Linked DNA regions of Pan troglodytes: region 2 is linked to region 1. A link is a contact called in public Hi-C data. All regions are on one chromosome and are shown on one strand. Each heading gives the region's core, a stretch centred on a gene start, on an enhancer-like site or on the middle of the called end of the contact. The rest is flanking DNA. Distances are from core to core; before and after follow the strand shown. Region 1 has its middle 300 kb from the start of PROK2. Region 2 overlaps SHQ1 (SHQ1, H/ACA ribonucleoprotein assembly factor).

Region 1 (7,527 bases), core at 3,011-5,510:
GGAGGTCTGGGAAGGGGGATGAAGAAGAGAGACAGGTCTGGGAAGGGGGAAGGAAGACAAATAGGTTTCAAAGACAGGGACGCTGAAGCCTGAATGTCTGCAAAAGCTGGAGTAGAAAGTTGAAAATGAAGAACTGAAAAAGAGCAAGGGGTCAGAGTTTCCAGGGCCGCTGCCAGCCACAGAAAGAAGGCCGGTCGGGTGGACGGGAGCCTCTTCAATCTCCTTCAGAGATAACTTAAGGCTTTGTCTCTGTGCTTCTTCTGACAGGCTATTGCTTAAAGACTGAATGACATGGACCCCAGAGTTTATGTGAGTTACTCTAAAATATGGTAAAATCAGGGCTTCACTCCCAACTGAGAGCCTTGCAGAGTGAAGAGTTTCTCTAGAGACCATCTGATAAATGCGGGCTCCCACACACAGAGATGTGAGCTAGAGCTGTGCAGCAAATAATATATATTATTTTCTTCTCCGCTTAAGGTCCAAATTGTCTGGTGTAACATCTTTGGTGACCATTCCATTTGGGAATCCTAGCTTACTGGATGGAGCTGTGTGCATTGTGAGGTTGGCCCTTGTTGTGCCTGAGCTTAGAAGAAGGAATAGCAGGGGTAATAATCATTATGATAAGCACTTCTTGAGCACTCACTACATGTCAGGCACTGTTCTGAGCATATTGCATGCACGGGTTCTTTTAATGTGCATAACAACCCCAAAGGATTAGTAGGTGCCATTTACATCCCCATTTTACAGATAAGAAAACCAGGGCACAGGGTCTCAGAGTTAGCAGGTGGCATTGCCGAGATTGGAAATCAGACAGTTTGGTTCCAGAACTCCTGCCCTTTAGCACTGTGGAGGTGACTTGAGAGATGCCCTAAGTTCCAGCCCAACCACAGATACCACCCCCATTGGCCATAGTACATGACTAAATGTGACAATTACTTATTCAGCATTTATTAAAAGCACAGTATTGTCCTAAGCACTTTACATGTAGTATCCCAGTGCATCTCCTTATCAACTCTTTTAGATAGGTACTGTTATTCTTCATCTTTTACAGAGGAAGAAATTGAGGCTCAAATCAATAAGTAACTGGGTGAGAGTCTCCCACTTAAAAAATTGGTAAAGTTGAAATCCAAATCTAAGCATCCAACCCCAGAGCCCAAGCTCTCAACTAACCCTGGTCACTTTTTTGAGTAAGGACTTTGTATCTCTCAAATGCCCCCTATTAAAATGAACCTCAGCCATGTGGGAGCAGTGTGATTTTTTTTTCCTGCCCCTAAAGCATGTTGAAGATTTGGGGACAAGTTTTATTGAAACTCCCCAAGGCACTAGCTTTCACCCTTGGTGGTAATTTTCTAGTGACTGCAGATGCCTCATTAAACGAGTTCAGGCACACTGATCTCCTTAATTCAGTTTCTTCCAACCCCCATCTTCATTCTGCCCTTGTCTTTGAACTCCTCATGCTTTGTCTCAGTGATCTCCTCCACTACCAGCTGTTAACATCTTCTGTATTGGGATGAATCCCTGACACACAACTTCAGCCCAGACCTGGCTCCAAATCTCCATGTCCTTCATTCCACCTGCTCCAAGACCTAGGCACCTGGATTTTCCCTAGTGTAGCTGAGGCTGGCGTGCCCCACCCAGATCCCACAGGGTCTTTTTTCTACCCCCATTTCCAAGCCACTGCCTGCATTGCTGCAGGTAAAGGCTCACATCTGCAGCCTTCTCCTGAGGCTTGCCCTTGAGCAATGGGAGCAGCCTCACCCAGACTCGTACTCCCCACCTTCACCTGACCTCAGATACTGATAGCGTCTGTTCCAAGAATCTAGTGCAACTTCCTTAGACTAGCAATCAATACCTCCTGCACCTGGCGACAACCTCGCTGTCAAATCTTCACTCCTGCTCAGCTGCAGAGCAGCTCCTCAGCCCTTAAGAGTTCCTCTGCCTTCTGGCCTTCTTGCCTTTGCTCACTCTGCTTCTGTTTGGAATGTCATCTGCCCTGCTTCCAACTGTCAAAATTCTACACATCCTCTGAAGGCTAGTGACACTGCACTTCTGCCCACGAGGCATTCCCAAATTGTGCTTGCCCTTGCAACGTGGGTTATTGCTAGTTATGCATGGGTCTCTAGTCAGCATGGTTTGTATTATAAAAGGTCAAGAATGAATCTGATTCTCTCAGCTATCTCTAGTTAAGGGTTCAAATGTGTACCCACCAAAGGGTACTGAAGTCTTAACCCTCGGTACCTGTGAGTATGACTTTATTCAGAAATAGGGTCATTGCAGATGTAATCAAGTTAAAATGAGGTCATTAGGGTGAGCCCTAATCCAAGAGAAGAGAGACAGACACAGACTGGCACAGAAGGAAGATGATGTGAAGACACACAGGGAGAACACAGAAGCAGAGATTGCAGTGACGATGCTCGCATGAGCCAAGGAACTCCAGATCTGCTGGCAAAACCAGAAGCTCAGAAAAAGGCATGGAGCAGATCTCCCCTAGAGCCTTCAGAAAGAGCACAGCCCTGCTGACACCCTGATTCCAGACTTCCAGCCTCCAGGAAGGAACTGCGAGAGAATAAATGTCTGTTCTAAGCCACCCAGTTTGTGGTCCTTTGTCACAGCAGCCCTAGGACACTAATATATTAAGTATCTCACACAGTGCCTTCCACAGAGTAAGTAATGGCAAAGGCTTGTTGAATTCACGTGGGGGTGGAATATTTCTCTCACTAGCTTTTTTTTTAAACAGGCTATTTACTGTTTATTGTAACATGCCTTGCACTATGTTGATAGAATCTCTCAGATTTCCTAAACATTTTGTTGTTATGCCATACCTATACACTACCCAGCCCCCACTTGTACATTCCATATGTACTCTTTTCTCTTTTTTCTTCCTTCCTTTCTTTCTTCTTTCTTTTAATTTTTTTTTTTTTTTCTTTTTTGGTCTCCCTATGTTGCCCAGGCTGGTCTTGAACTCCTGGGCTCAAGCAATCCTCCTTCCCTGGCCTCCCAAAGTGCTGGGATTACAGGCATGAGTGGCAGTGCCCAGCCATTCCATATATATATGACGCAGAAGAGCGCTTACACCAACCTAATAGTTACTTAATGTTGTATAACAAATCATGGCAAAGCTTAGTGGCTTAAAACAAGAGTCATTTATTACATTTCACAGTTCCTGTGCAGCAGCCTGGCTGGGAGGTCCAGACTCTGGACTTCCCATGAGATTACAGTCGTCCATCTGAAGGCTTGACTGGGGCTGGAGGATCCACTTCCAAGGTGGCCCACTCACACGGCTGGCAGCTTAGTGCTGGCTATTGGCAGGAGGCCTCAGTTTCCCTGCAGAGGCTGCTTAAGTGTCCTGATGACATACATGCTAGTTGGCTTCCCCCAGGCTGAACCATCCAAGCAGAGAGCAAGACAGGAGCTAGAAAGCCTTCATGACTTAGCTTTGAAAGTCACAAATCATCATTTCCACCATGGTATACCATCTACACAGGCTAGCCCTGATTAAATGTGGGAAGGCATGAATGCCGGGAGGTGAAGATCACTGAGGGCCATCTTCATTAGTCAAGGCCATGCAATCTCAGCAGGGCCAATACCATCCCAACCAGGCAAAACATTCATTCTTGGAAGGAATGAAAAAAAAATTACTCTTTTCATGTATAAGCAAAGATATACATACTGTACATAAACAGATACAGAGTATATCTGTGGTGCTAAAATTTCATGGTGAGGGGAACAGACAATAAAGAAAAAAATTGTCTAAAAATTCTTGGGGATGATTTTTTTTTTTTTAATTTAAAAGTAAACTTTAATGTCGAAAACGCAAACTTGGGGAGGGCAGAAAGATCACACATAAGGCTGCCACTTCACACCTGGAGGGTTGCACAGCGGCCGGGCAGAAGCGCTCCTCACTTGCCAGGCGGTGCGGAAGCCGGGCAGAGGCGCTCCTCACTTCCCAGACAGTGGGACTGCAGGCCAGAGGTGCTCCGCAATTCCCAAACGGTGGGGCTGCCCCACAAAAGCGCTCCTCACTTCCCAGAAGGTGCAGGGCAGGGCAGAGGTGCTCCTCACTTCCCAGATGGTGTGGGGCAGGGCAGAGGTGCTCCTCACTTCCCAGACGGTGGGGGACCGGGCAGAGGCGCTCCTCACTTCCCAGACTGTGGGGCGGCCGGGCAGAAGCCTCCTCACTTCCCAAACGGTGCTGGGCAGGCAGACTCCATTGCTAGATCTGACTTGGGCTTAAGCCTCTCCCTTCTGCCCTCATCTGGACATGCTGACAGCCTGCACTCTCCCTCCTTTGGCACGGGATGAAGACTGAAGCCTGGCAAGGCCCTGCCCTCAGCAGGAACTCCCACTGGGCCCCACTCTGTGACCCTGAGCCCAGGCCAGGATCCTTCCTTTACTTTCTCAAGCCACTTTGGGGCCTGCCCAGCTCTCTCAGAGCCCTGTCATGTAGGTGACAACACTGTTTTTTGTTTGTTTGTTCCTTGTATCTTTAGTAGAGGCAGGGTTTCACCATATTGGCCAGGCTGGTCTGGAATTCCTGACCTCAGGTGATGCACTCGCCTCAGCCTTCCAAAGTGCTGGGATTACAGGCGTGAGCCACCGCGCCCGGCCCCCGTTCCCACATTCTTGGTGTATGTGCTGTCATCACATTCAACCACAACCAAACCTTGAGTGGGTAGCCTCTGCAGGGGACCACTCGCAACTGGCCTGTAGTTACGGTCCCCTGCAGAGCCCTCGCAGGTGGTCCAGATGTGCCCACTGGCCCTGCCCCAGGTGCGTCTTCCCTGCCCCTAGCCTGCTCTGCCTGATGTGCACTGCACTCAGCTCTGCTGACTCCCAGGGGGCCTCCGTCACATACCGAGCCAGCCTCATGAGCGGTCTCGGTAGGTGGTGTTCAGGGACAGGGTAATGGGATCCAGCCCTTCCTAAGGTGTACCTGGGCTGTGACTCAGAATGGATGTTCAGAACAAAGAGATGCAACTGTGAGTGACCCCACAGGCCGACCGTCAACCAGGCCTTGGCCCTAGTCCATCGGGCACTCACCCCTTGCAAGACATGGACCCGCTGATGCCCAACATGTGAACGAGTACCTGGAAGCCTCACCCCACACTGCTAGCATGGCCAGAGAAAAGGATCTGCCTCCCTCTCCCCCACCCAGGTGTGGCAGCTCCTGGTGCCAGTTTCCCAGGAGCATGGCCAGGCCCCGAGTCTCTCCATCACAGCTGTGGCTCTGGCTCCTTGTTGGAAGTGGGGAGGGGCTCACTTCCCATGCAGCCGCCACTGCTGCTTCAACATCTGTAGGCCTGCATGGCCCACTCTCTCTCCTCCCCCACAATCCGCTGGTAGGCCAGGGAGGCAGTCAGAGGCTGGAATACACCTCGGGGGCTCAGAAGCATCCTCAGCATCTGCGATCTCCTGCCAGGCTGGTCCTTGCTTACGCTCCTCCGGGGCCTGGTAGTCAGCTCTGGGTGCTGCAGGACAACCTCACCAAACTTCACTGTGTCTCGGAGCAACTCCTGCTCCAGCCTGTCTGCCGTCTTTTCATCCTTTTTCTGCCAGACTTTATCTAGTCGTCACTTCTGGAACACTTCTTTTGCTTTTTTCAGCTCAGACTTCTCCTTGGGAGCTGCCTGGACCTCTGGCTGCTGGGTGGCCTGGTTCTTGCTGAGGAATAGCATGTGCTGGATATAGGCCTAGTCGGACTCCCCCTTCCTCTGCTTGAACTTGGGGACGGCAATGTCGGGCTCCACTCCCTTTGCTTCCCTTTCCAGTGTCTTTCTGGGGCCACCTGGGCCGCTTTCTTCCTCTTCTTGTTACCGGTCGGATTTTTCATCTCCCAGCGGCTCCTCATAATCTCCCGGAGCCGGAAAGGGATCTCCTGTTTGTCCTGGGTTTTGGGCTTGCAATTCACTTTCTCCTCTTTGTTGTGAATCCTGGACCACAGGGCTGGGCGCTGCTTCCCCAGCAGCTGCACTTGCTGCTGGCTGCTGCTCCCGCCGGGGACTCCCAGGACACGCCGGCGCCCTGGGCACTGCTGCCCCACCTCCAGCTTGTGCCATCCCCACGCTGGAAGCTTCCCTAGCGAAGCCACTTCCACATTCCTCCATTTTTTAAAGTGATTAAGAAACACTGGCTAAAACTTTTTCAGTTGTAAGCAATAAAACCCAATTCAAACTGACTTACGCAAAAATGAAGTTCAGGAGTCTGGACTTCAGGTATTGCCAGATCCAGAGGTTCAGATACTATCAGCAGTGCTTTTTCTATCCATATTACACACAGACTGTCTCCAAGTAGCTGTCCGTGAGGGCTCCTATGAGTGTCATTTACATCTTACTGCCAGCTATCTGGGAGGATTGTGAAACACTGCCCAGCTCTAACAAGCCTAGATTAGACAGCAGTGTAGGCGATAAGACTCCCACGTATATGGACAGAGAAGCTAAAAGACCTTCAGCCATTTCACAGTGCTGCCTGGGGAGGGCTCATTTTCTCCTCATATTCTAGGAGAACAAGAAAAACAGGGCTTCGTAATCTGATAGGTATAAATTCAAATCTAAGATCTACCAGTTACTAGCTCTGTGATCCTTAAAGTTCTTGAAGCTTTGGTTTTTCATCTGTAAAATGGAGGTAATGGTAGTCACCCGTAAGATTGTTGCTAGGATTAGTTGAGACCATGCATGTAAAGTTTCCCACAGAGCACCTGCACATGCTATATCTAAAAGAGGAGAGGAGGAGGAGGAGGATTGTAAGTGGGGGATGCTTATTTCCTGTTTCCAGAGAGGGGAGGACACCTGCCCACTCCAAATGTTTTCTGCTCTTGTGTTGTTTTGCTCAAGATTGAAATCCCCAGGATAGAAACTCAGATTGGCCAAGCTTGGGTGATGGGAAAGGCCAGGTGAAGTCAGTGCACCTTGCTTGACCCATCAAGACCACCCAAATGGGGGTGGAGTAGTTCCCCAGAGGAAAATTGGGTGCTGTTAGGAGAAAGGAGGGGGCAGACACTGGGTAGGAAAAGTTGCAGATGTCCACCGCAGGCATCCTTCAATGCAGTGTGCCAGGAAGCCCTGACCCATACTTTCTTCCCCTCACCCCCTTGTGTCTATTTTCTCCTCTAGTGGGATCTGCAGAGAAGGAGGAGTAGGTGATTGTGGCTGACACAGTCAATTGCCTCCCCCAAGGACCTTTCCCACCTTCTTTTAGCTGGCTAAGTTCAAGAGTTGACCATCTCTGGCCTGCTCTGCCTGATGTGTGCTATGTGCTCGGCTCTGCTGACTCCCAGAGGCCTCCATCACAAGGCGAGCCAGGCTCATCAGCTGTCTTAATAAGTGGTGTTCAGGGACAGGGTAATGGGACCCAGCCCTTCCTAAGGTGTACCTGGGCTGCGACTCAGAATGGATGTTCAGAACAAAGAGACACAACTGTGAGTGACCCCAGGCCCCACAGGCTGACCGTCAACCAGGCCCTGGCCCTAGTCCATCGGGCACTCACCGCTTGCAAGATGTGGACCCGCTGATGCCCAACGTGTGAACGAGT
Region 2 (7,527 bases), core at 1,441-3,940, 730 kb before region 1:
GGCAGAGTGAGAGGTGTGTTTGTAAGTTGGCATGTACTGGAGCCTGAAACTCAGAGATGGAAGCAAACCTAGGTGATAAGTGACTGTCAGGGTCTATGCTAAGAACACACACACACACACACACACACACACGAAAAATAATGTTTTTTATATCTTTTTTATATATATGTGTATATGTAAAAAAACTTCACCTGTTCTCAGTATGTCTGTGAGGTAAGTATTGCAGGTTTTACAGGTGAGGAAACTTAGATCATATAGCTTAAATCTCTTATCTTAGGTCCTACAATTCAAATGTAGTCTGGTTACATTTGATAACTCTTTTAGTATAGTAGTAATGTTTCTGTTTTCTGAAAAATAGTTGTGCAGGTCTCACCAAAAATACCAAAGATAATATCTTTAAATTTGTGAGTTTTTAACAAACTTGTGCATCAAAACAGTAATTAAAAGCAGAAACTTTAAAAAAGTATCGAGATTATATCATCAGTTAAAACAACCAGTATTTTTTAAGTTGTAAAATCAAGGTTGTTTCATTGACGTCACTTTGTTGAAATAATAGGTAAGATGTAAACAGGAACTGAAACACTTACTTCATATAGAATCTTACTACTCCAAAAATGATTCAAGGACCAACAACCTGACCAGCAGCTTCAGCTGGGAGCTCATTAGAAAGACAGAATTTCAGTCCCACCTCACACTCACTGAATCAGAACCAGGATTTGTAGCAAGATCTCTAGGGAGTTTGTATGCATATTGAAGACGAAAAGTGCTGCTCTCTAGGCTTCATTGGAGTTCCTCATGTTGCCATGATCAGCATATAATAGAGGAATCGGTTTCTGTGTTAGCATTTATTAATATGTTGAAAGTAGTTGGTGACTGGATAATTTTGTAGTATAGTTATTAAAAATCTACGTGAAAATTCACCTATTTATGATTTTTAAGTTCCTAATTCTCTTTAAATTATGTCAAATACTAAGTGTTCTTAATCAGATTTCTCATAGTTTTAAGGATTAATGTACATGTAAATTATCTTTCTCCCTTGGTTTTAATTTTAAATTTTACATATGGTTTACATTTTTTATACTTTGTTTATCAAAAAACAATTTTGTGGAAATTTTCTTTTGTCTAGTGTTTTTATAAGTTTTGAATTGCTAATGTTATCAGTTTGATACCGTTCAAGATACAACAACTTTTTTCCTAGAAATCAGTTTGATAAGCAAAAGCAAATTACTCAAGTAAATGTCTTGTATTACCCATGTCCAGTGCAAAAAAAAAAAAAAAAAGAAAAAGAGGAGAGGAAACTGAACATACTTTACTAAAGAGTTCTGTGTATTTTTTTTTTTTTTTTGAGACGGTGTCTTGCTCTGTCACCTAGGCTGGAGTGCAGTGGCGCGATCTTGGCTCACTGCAAGCTCCGCCTCCTGGGTTCACGCCATTCTCCTGCCTTAGCTTCCCGAGTAGCTGGGACTACAGGCACCTGCCACCACGCCCGGCTAATTTTGTATTTTTAGTAGAGACGGGGTTTCATCATGTTAGCCAGGATGGTCTCGTTCTCCGGCCTTGTGGTCCGCCCGTCGGCCTCCCAAATTGCTGAGATCACAGGCATGAGCCACCGCGCCCGGCCTTTTTTTTTTTTTTTTTTTTTTGAGATGGAGTCTCACTCTATTGTCCAGGCTGGAGTGCAGTAGCGCAATCTTGACTCACTGCAGCCTCTGCCTCCCAGGATCGAGCTATTCTCTGCTTCACCCTCTTGAGTAGCTGGGATTACAGGTGCCTGTCGCCACACCTGGCTAATTTTTGTATTTTTAATAGAGACGGGGTTTTGCCACGTTGGCCAGGGAGGTCTCGAACTCCTGACCTCAGGTGATCCACCCGCCTGGAGTCCCAAAGTGCTTTACAGGCATGAGCCACCACTCCCGGTGAGTTCTACATTTTTGATCTGTGCCATCTTGAATAGCCTTAGCTGACAAAAACATGAAATGTAAATTATATTAAAATGTCCTTTATGTGCATCTGTATTTTGTTAATGCCATGTGTTTTAGATTCTTATTTGTAATCTTTAGGACTTTATTTAAAAGCTTTCTTGTGACATTTGTGATGTATTGATAGTGTGAGAAATTACAAAAACTAAGATTCTGTTTTATTGTAAAGTATACAAAAAGAATCTTATTTCATGGTTTTATGTTTCTCTTCTACTTGGCTTCACAATGATCCGAACTTGCAGCTTTTAAATGAGAAAAGCTTCCTATTTCATTGTGTACTTTTGTTTGTGTAACATTTTGTGGAAATGACTGCTTATTAAAATGACACTTCACAGACTTGGACTAACGTTCATGATATCATGGTGTCTTTTGGAAGAAGGGTGTTGTGTTACCCACTCTATCGCCATTTCAAGCTGGTGATGAAGGCCTACAGGGACACTATAAAGATATTGCAACTGGGTAAGATATTATTGTACTTGCAAATTTGGGAGGGAAAAAGTTGTAAGTTTTTAGTCTGTGAAGATATAATAATGATTTTTGCTTTTTTTCTATATATAAATAAGTAATGAAAAATGAATCCAACCACTTTTAAAGTATAAAATTCCTGTGTATAAGATATATGTAGGTAAGTAATTGCATAGAGGCATAATAAAGACTCTTTTCCGAGAGGAGTAAGGAAGGTAAACAGAAGGCACACACAGTATTGCAAACCGTTTTACATTATAATAGCTTGCATCATTCAGTATTTCTTGGCTGCCTATAATCTTCTAGGCTCTATGGTGGGACTGTGGGTCTAATAATAAAGAAGGCAGAAAAGTTCCCTGCTCTGTTGAAGTTTACAGTTTTGTCAGACAGATGATGGGTAAGTTAGCAATTCCAAAGAGAGAGTGAAAAGTACTCTGCTGGGAGAAGTCCAGGGATCGTTTAGGAGGGGACATGTAACCTAGATTCGGCATGTCAAGAAAGATTTTCCAACAAAAAGCTCAGCTACTCTGAGCACTTTTGACTTGCTAAATTCAACCTGAAAAGACAAACACTCGTTAGCTTTAAGGATGTGGAAAATTCTGGGCTCTGAAACAAATTCCAAAGTGCCCATAGTATCATCATTAGAATAAGTATATAATTTCCAAGATAATGACTTTGAAGGGGGCAACATCCATTTGTATGTATTAGTTCTGGCACATTTATTTAAAAGTCACTTTTAGTACTTTATGGTCATTTCTTATATTCTCCCCCTGGGGAGACTCATCATTCCTTTGCCCTTAGATAAAAGTGTTTCTGGGAGCTTGGTTTTCAGACTTCAGAATAAGAAGGGGAAAGAAAGGAAGTTCTTCCTTCTACCTCCAGGTGACTTCACTGGCCTAAAGAAGAGAATCGCATCTCAAATGTTTTGTCTCACCTGGAAGTGTACTTCGCTTTCTGTGTAACCTGTAGTCTTCTTGCCCTGGTGGTGGGGATGGGGGAAGAAAATCATGTTTGAAGTAGATTATTTTAAAGTAGACAGTAATTGTAAAAATGAATCATGGTTAGATGAAAGATGCCTTTTTATTCATCCAGTTGGTTTAGACTAGCTGTATTTTATTTTGAAGGATTGTTGATTATAGGATGAAAGAGCTATCATTGAGAAATCTATCTTCTTTAACTTAACAGTGGGAAACAAACTGCTTTGTTTTTTCATGTGTTATTTCTTCTTGCCTTCCATCTAAGATATTTTTTGAATTGCTAAAAGTACCTTGGAAAATCAATCTACTATAAATGACTGTGTGAGCCTCAGTTACACGTCACAATTCATTTCTTTTTTAAGTCATGCTAGATTATCTGGGCATTATTCATGGACTTAAACCAGTGAGAATGCAGTTTGCGATTATCCTGTTATATCATGGCTTCCAGATGGAGAATTGGCAAAACCTCCACATGCCTGTTTGCACACACACTCACACACTCTCACTCTCACTCACATATACAGACTATTGCTTGTTACTTTTTATTCTGGGAAGTAATCTAGTTCTTTTGACTTTCATTGGAAAAGTAATCAGTTCTATGATTGCATAACCAAAAATAAATTCGATTGCCTTGACTTACACAGGAATCAATTACCCAAACAGTTTTAGTAGGTCAGAATTGAAATTGAGACTTAATTTTTATTCATTATCACTCTGACAAGAAATAGTTTTATCAGCTGTGTTATGATAGTAACATAAAACTTGAAGTAATACACTGGAGGCCTCTGCTAAAAATGAACCTGAACCCTCTATGTACCATGTACAGTGTGTTCTGTGACTAATTTGGGTTGTGGCTAGTTAGTGCTAAAACTGAGGGCTGGGTTGTCTAGAATTTGTGCCAGAAGCTGTGGAGATGACATGTTCTGGATGAGAATCGTCACCTGTCTTTGTACAGGTGGATGGCACGGGGATGCCATTATTGCCGCTGAAGAGGCTCATTTGTTTGAACACCCCATAATTTAAATAAAGGTAGCTCTGGTTTGGCATTTAGTGTTTTCTAAGAATGAATTCATGCCTACTTATAATTCAAAATGCAGTCACAGTGTTCACACTTTTTATTATAAAGGTCAGTATAGTGTTCCATAGTTGAAAGTAATGAATAACCCTGGCTCCAAAGAAGGATTGATCTTAAATGGAATGAGCTTTCAAAACCAATGTAGGAATGCTTCAGAAACTACAGAATATTTCATTATAACTGATTGACTAAGATCTGAGTTTTCAAAGAGCCAGGAATTTGCCTCATGTGACTTCACAGTAGCCTTTACAAGGATTCTTTACTAGGCCTTTGGCTCTTTTCAGGTTTGCATTTCTTCTCATTCCCTCCCCTCCTCCAGAAGACTGTATGTTTATCTCTGGAGGTTGCTGTTCTGTTTAATCCAAACTCTTTAAGGGCAGGAAATCCTGCTTTGCCCCTTAAGTACTGTTTTAGTGCTTAACAAAGGACCTTGCTCTCCTTGGATCAGTCATCTTGGGGCACATGACTCCTTTTTTTTCCCGTCTCTGTCTCTTCAACTTTTATTGCCTCTGTTCCATTCTTTTTGGAAGAATGGGTAAAGTTTTTCATGGGAGCATCACTTAGTTGCTGTTAGTCGATTAAAAATAAAAGTAAAAGAGAAAAAGCAGATTTTCTAATGTATCTTCAGAAGAGTTATTCTTTTTTTTTTTTCCTTTAGACAGAATTTTGCTCTGTTGCCCAAGGCTGGAGTACAGTGGCGCGATCTTGACTCACTGCAACCTCCGCTTCCTGGGTTCAAGAAATTCTCATGCCCCAGCCTCCCAAGTAGCTGGGATTACAGACATGCACCACCACGCCTGGCTAATATTTGTATGTTTAGGAGAGGCGGGGTTTTGCCGTGTTGACCAGGCTGGTCTGGAACTCCTGGCCTCAAGTGATCTGCCTGCCTTGGCTTCCCAAAGTGCTGGGATTACAGGTGTGAGCCACCGCACCTGGCCCACTCAGAAGAGTTATTCATTTTAGAAGTGACAAGTCGTAGTTTAATACTTGATCATACATTATTTATGTAATTTAGTGAGTGTATTGTCTACATCTTATTAACGTATAGAAGGTATTCCTTACTTTACTTCCATTAGAAGGGTAGGATGGGATGGGATGGAAGAGAAACATCAACTTAATTTTTGCTTTCACTTCCCCCTTTGAGCTCATTCTGTGGGTTCTTTTTTTTTCCTTCTTCTTGGATGGAATATATATCCTATATATATCATATCATATATTTGTCTCCTATAATATATATCCTATAACTTTTTCTATCACTTTAGATTTTAAAAAAGTTCTTTTACCACTTCTAGTCACAAGAGGAGTCTAATTTCAGTGCTTAAAATGTCCACTTTGAACTTCATTACAAAAGAAATTCTTCCCTTCCCCAGCTGGGACCTGCCTGAGGGTGGGTGACCAGCGGCAGGGAGGAGGACCCCTTTCACTTTGGCAGGACATACCACTTACCTCCACTCGGCCACCCCATGTTGCTCTGTCCTGCTTCTTAATGGAAGCCAGACACCAGTCTTTGTACTCTCCAGTTGGTATCTACGGTTAAAATTTCCAGGGTAAGCAGGTTGTACTCTCTTAGGGCCTCTTAAAACCCCTTTTCTCTTGGTTTAAGGTAACAGAAAAGCACCTCCTTCCTGCACCCACACCACCTTTATCCGTGGACATTTTTTCTGGACCTCTTTACTCTTAAGCTCCTGAAGGTGAATATTTGGTGAATGAATTACAAATCATTTTTAGTTTCTCTCTCTACAAGTTCAGCATAGAGAGGTTAGCATCTCTTTAAAATAAAGGGATACTTGATACCAGTTATTTTCTTTGTGAGCCTCATTAGAAAAGAGTCAGAGTTCTGTCCTGATGTGTTAATAATATGTACAGGTGGATGGCACAGGGATGCCATTATTGCCACTGAAGAGGCTCGTTTGTTCGGACACCCCATAATTTAAATAGAGGTAGCTCTGGTTTGGCTAGTTTGTTAATAATAACCACAGCTGCGTGTGTTAGCTACCTTCTGTGTGCCAGCGCTAGGTTCAGTTCTTTAGATACCATATCTCATTTTGCTCATATTGCAGTCCTGTGAAGCAGGCATTACTATCCCCATTTGGCAAATAGAAGACAGGCTCAAAGAAGTGAAGTCAGTGGCCCAGGGTCTTACGGCTAGTAGGTGGGAGAGCCTAGATTTGACTCCAGATCTGTGTAACTTAGAGTCTGTGCACTTATATATATTGAAATAGTTATAAATGAAATTATATGAAGCCTGGAATTTGCTTCAAAATAGTCCAGAGTGGGTTGTGGGAAAGTGGGTGGGGTGTAGCTGAAACAAGGTTGGCTACAAGTTGATTGCTGCCTGGGTGATGAGTATGTGGGATTCATGATACTGTCTTCCCTATTTTTGTACATGTTGTGATTTTCCTTTAGACAAAGTCTTTTTTTTTCCTTAAGTCTGGACTCTTTACCACCATACTACCAAGTTTCAAATTTGAATTTATCCACCATTTTGTGGAAAACATGATTTCTATTAATATTTGGACAGTTTTCTAAATTTTTTTGGCTAATAAAAACGTATACAATTGTTCTTTCTATTTGCTGTTTTGTTTTTAAGGTTAATAGAAACCTACTTTCTAATAACATGTGAAGTCTGATGAATAGTAGCTACCTAGCAGGTAGTAACCCAAGAAACAGCCTTCAGGAGTTTAGTTGTTGTCCCCAATTAAAACCAGGTATTACTTCAGGTAATTAATAGCCCTTACTTATCAATTATTAATTGGGCTCAATAAACAAATTTTCAGAAATTACTGCTTTACTAACCTCTTCCATAGATAAAATAACACAATCAATGAGAAAGGAAAGAACAGCTATGGTACCAAGCACAGGGCTTGTGACTGATCAATTTTTTAAAAGAATAATGGATGTTTAAAACATTGAGGTTTGGCAAGTGTATTGTATGAGCTCCAAGTTTGGAGGAGACCTTAAAGGTGAATTTCTTTTTAATATTTATATTTTATTTATTCCAGAGTCAGTTTAGCAAATGACTTTTAAAAAA

Evidence for each region. Hi-C and Micro-C count contacts between places; a contact is called where the count stands out from the background.
Region 2: a contact with region 1 is called in a Hi-C map of induced pluripotent stem cells, with 2.5 times the contacts expected there. The contact joins two enhancer-like sites. A contact is called at or near these places in 2 of 7 Hi-C or Micro-C datasets (induced pluripotent stem cells and stem cell-derived neural progenitor cells) and 1 of 1 datasets of contacts at active chromatin or transcription factors (stem cell-derived excitatory neurons).

Annotation. Positions count from the first base shown.
Region 1 is chr2:76,077,849-76,085,375 of NHGRI_mPanTro3-v2.0_pri, reverse strand. It overlaps the pseudogene LOC129143632. Among named protein-coding and RNA genes, the nearest start is that of PROK2, 300 kb to the right of the region's middle. Within about 2 kb of position 4,260, at least 1 of the 24 cell types and tissues checked has an H3K27ac peak or open chromatin away from gene starts, as enhancers often do. A contact at or near this core is called in induced pluripotent stem cells, where this site is marked.
Region 2 is chr2:76,804,749-76,812,275 of NHGRI_mPanTro3-v2.0_pri, reverse strand. SHQ1 (SHQ1, H/ACA ribonucleoprotein assembly factor) reads left to right here. Exons shown (of 11, transcript XM_001141951.8): 9 at 2,315-2,438. Among named protein-coding and RNA genes, the nearest start is that of SHQ1, 37 kb to the left of the region's middle. Within about 2 kb of position 2,690, at least 2 of the 24 cell types and tissues checked have an H3K27ac peak or open chromatin away from gene starts, as enhancers often do. A contact at or near this core is called in induced pluripotent stem cells, where this site is marked.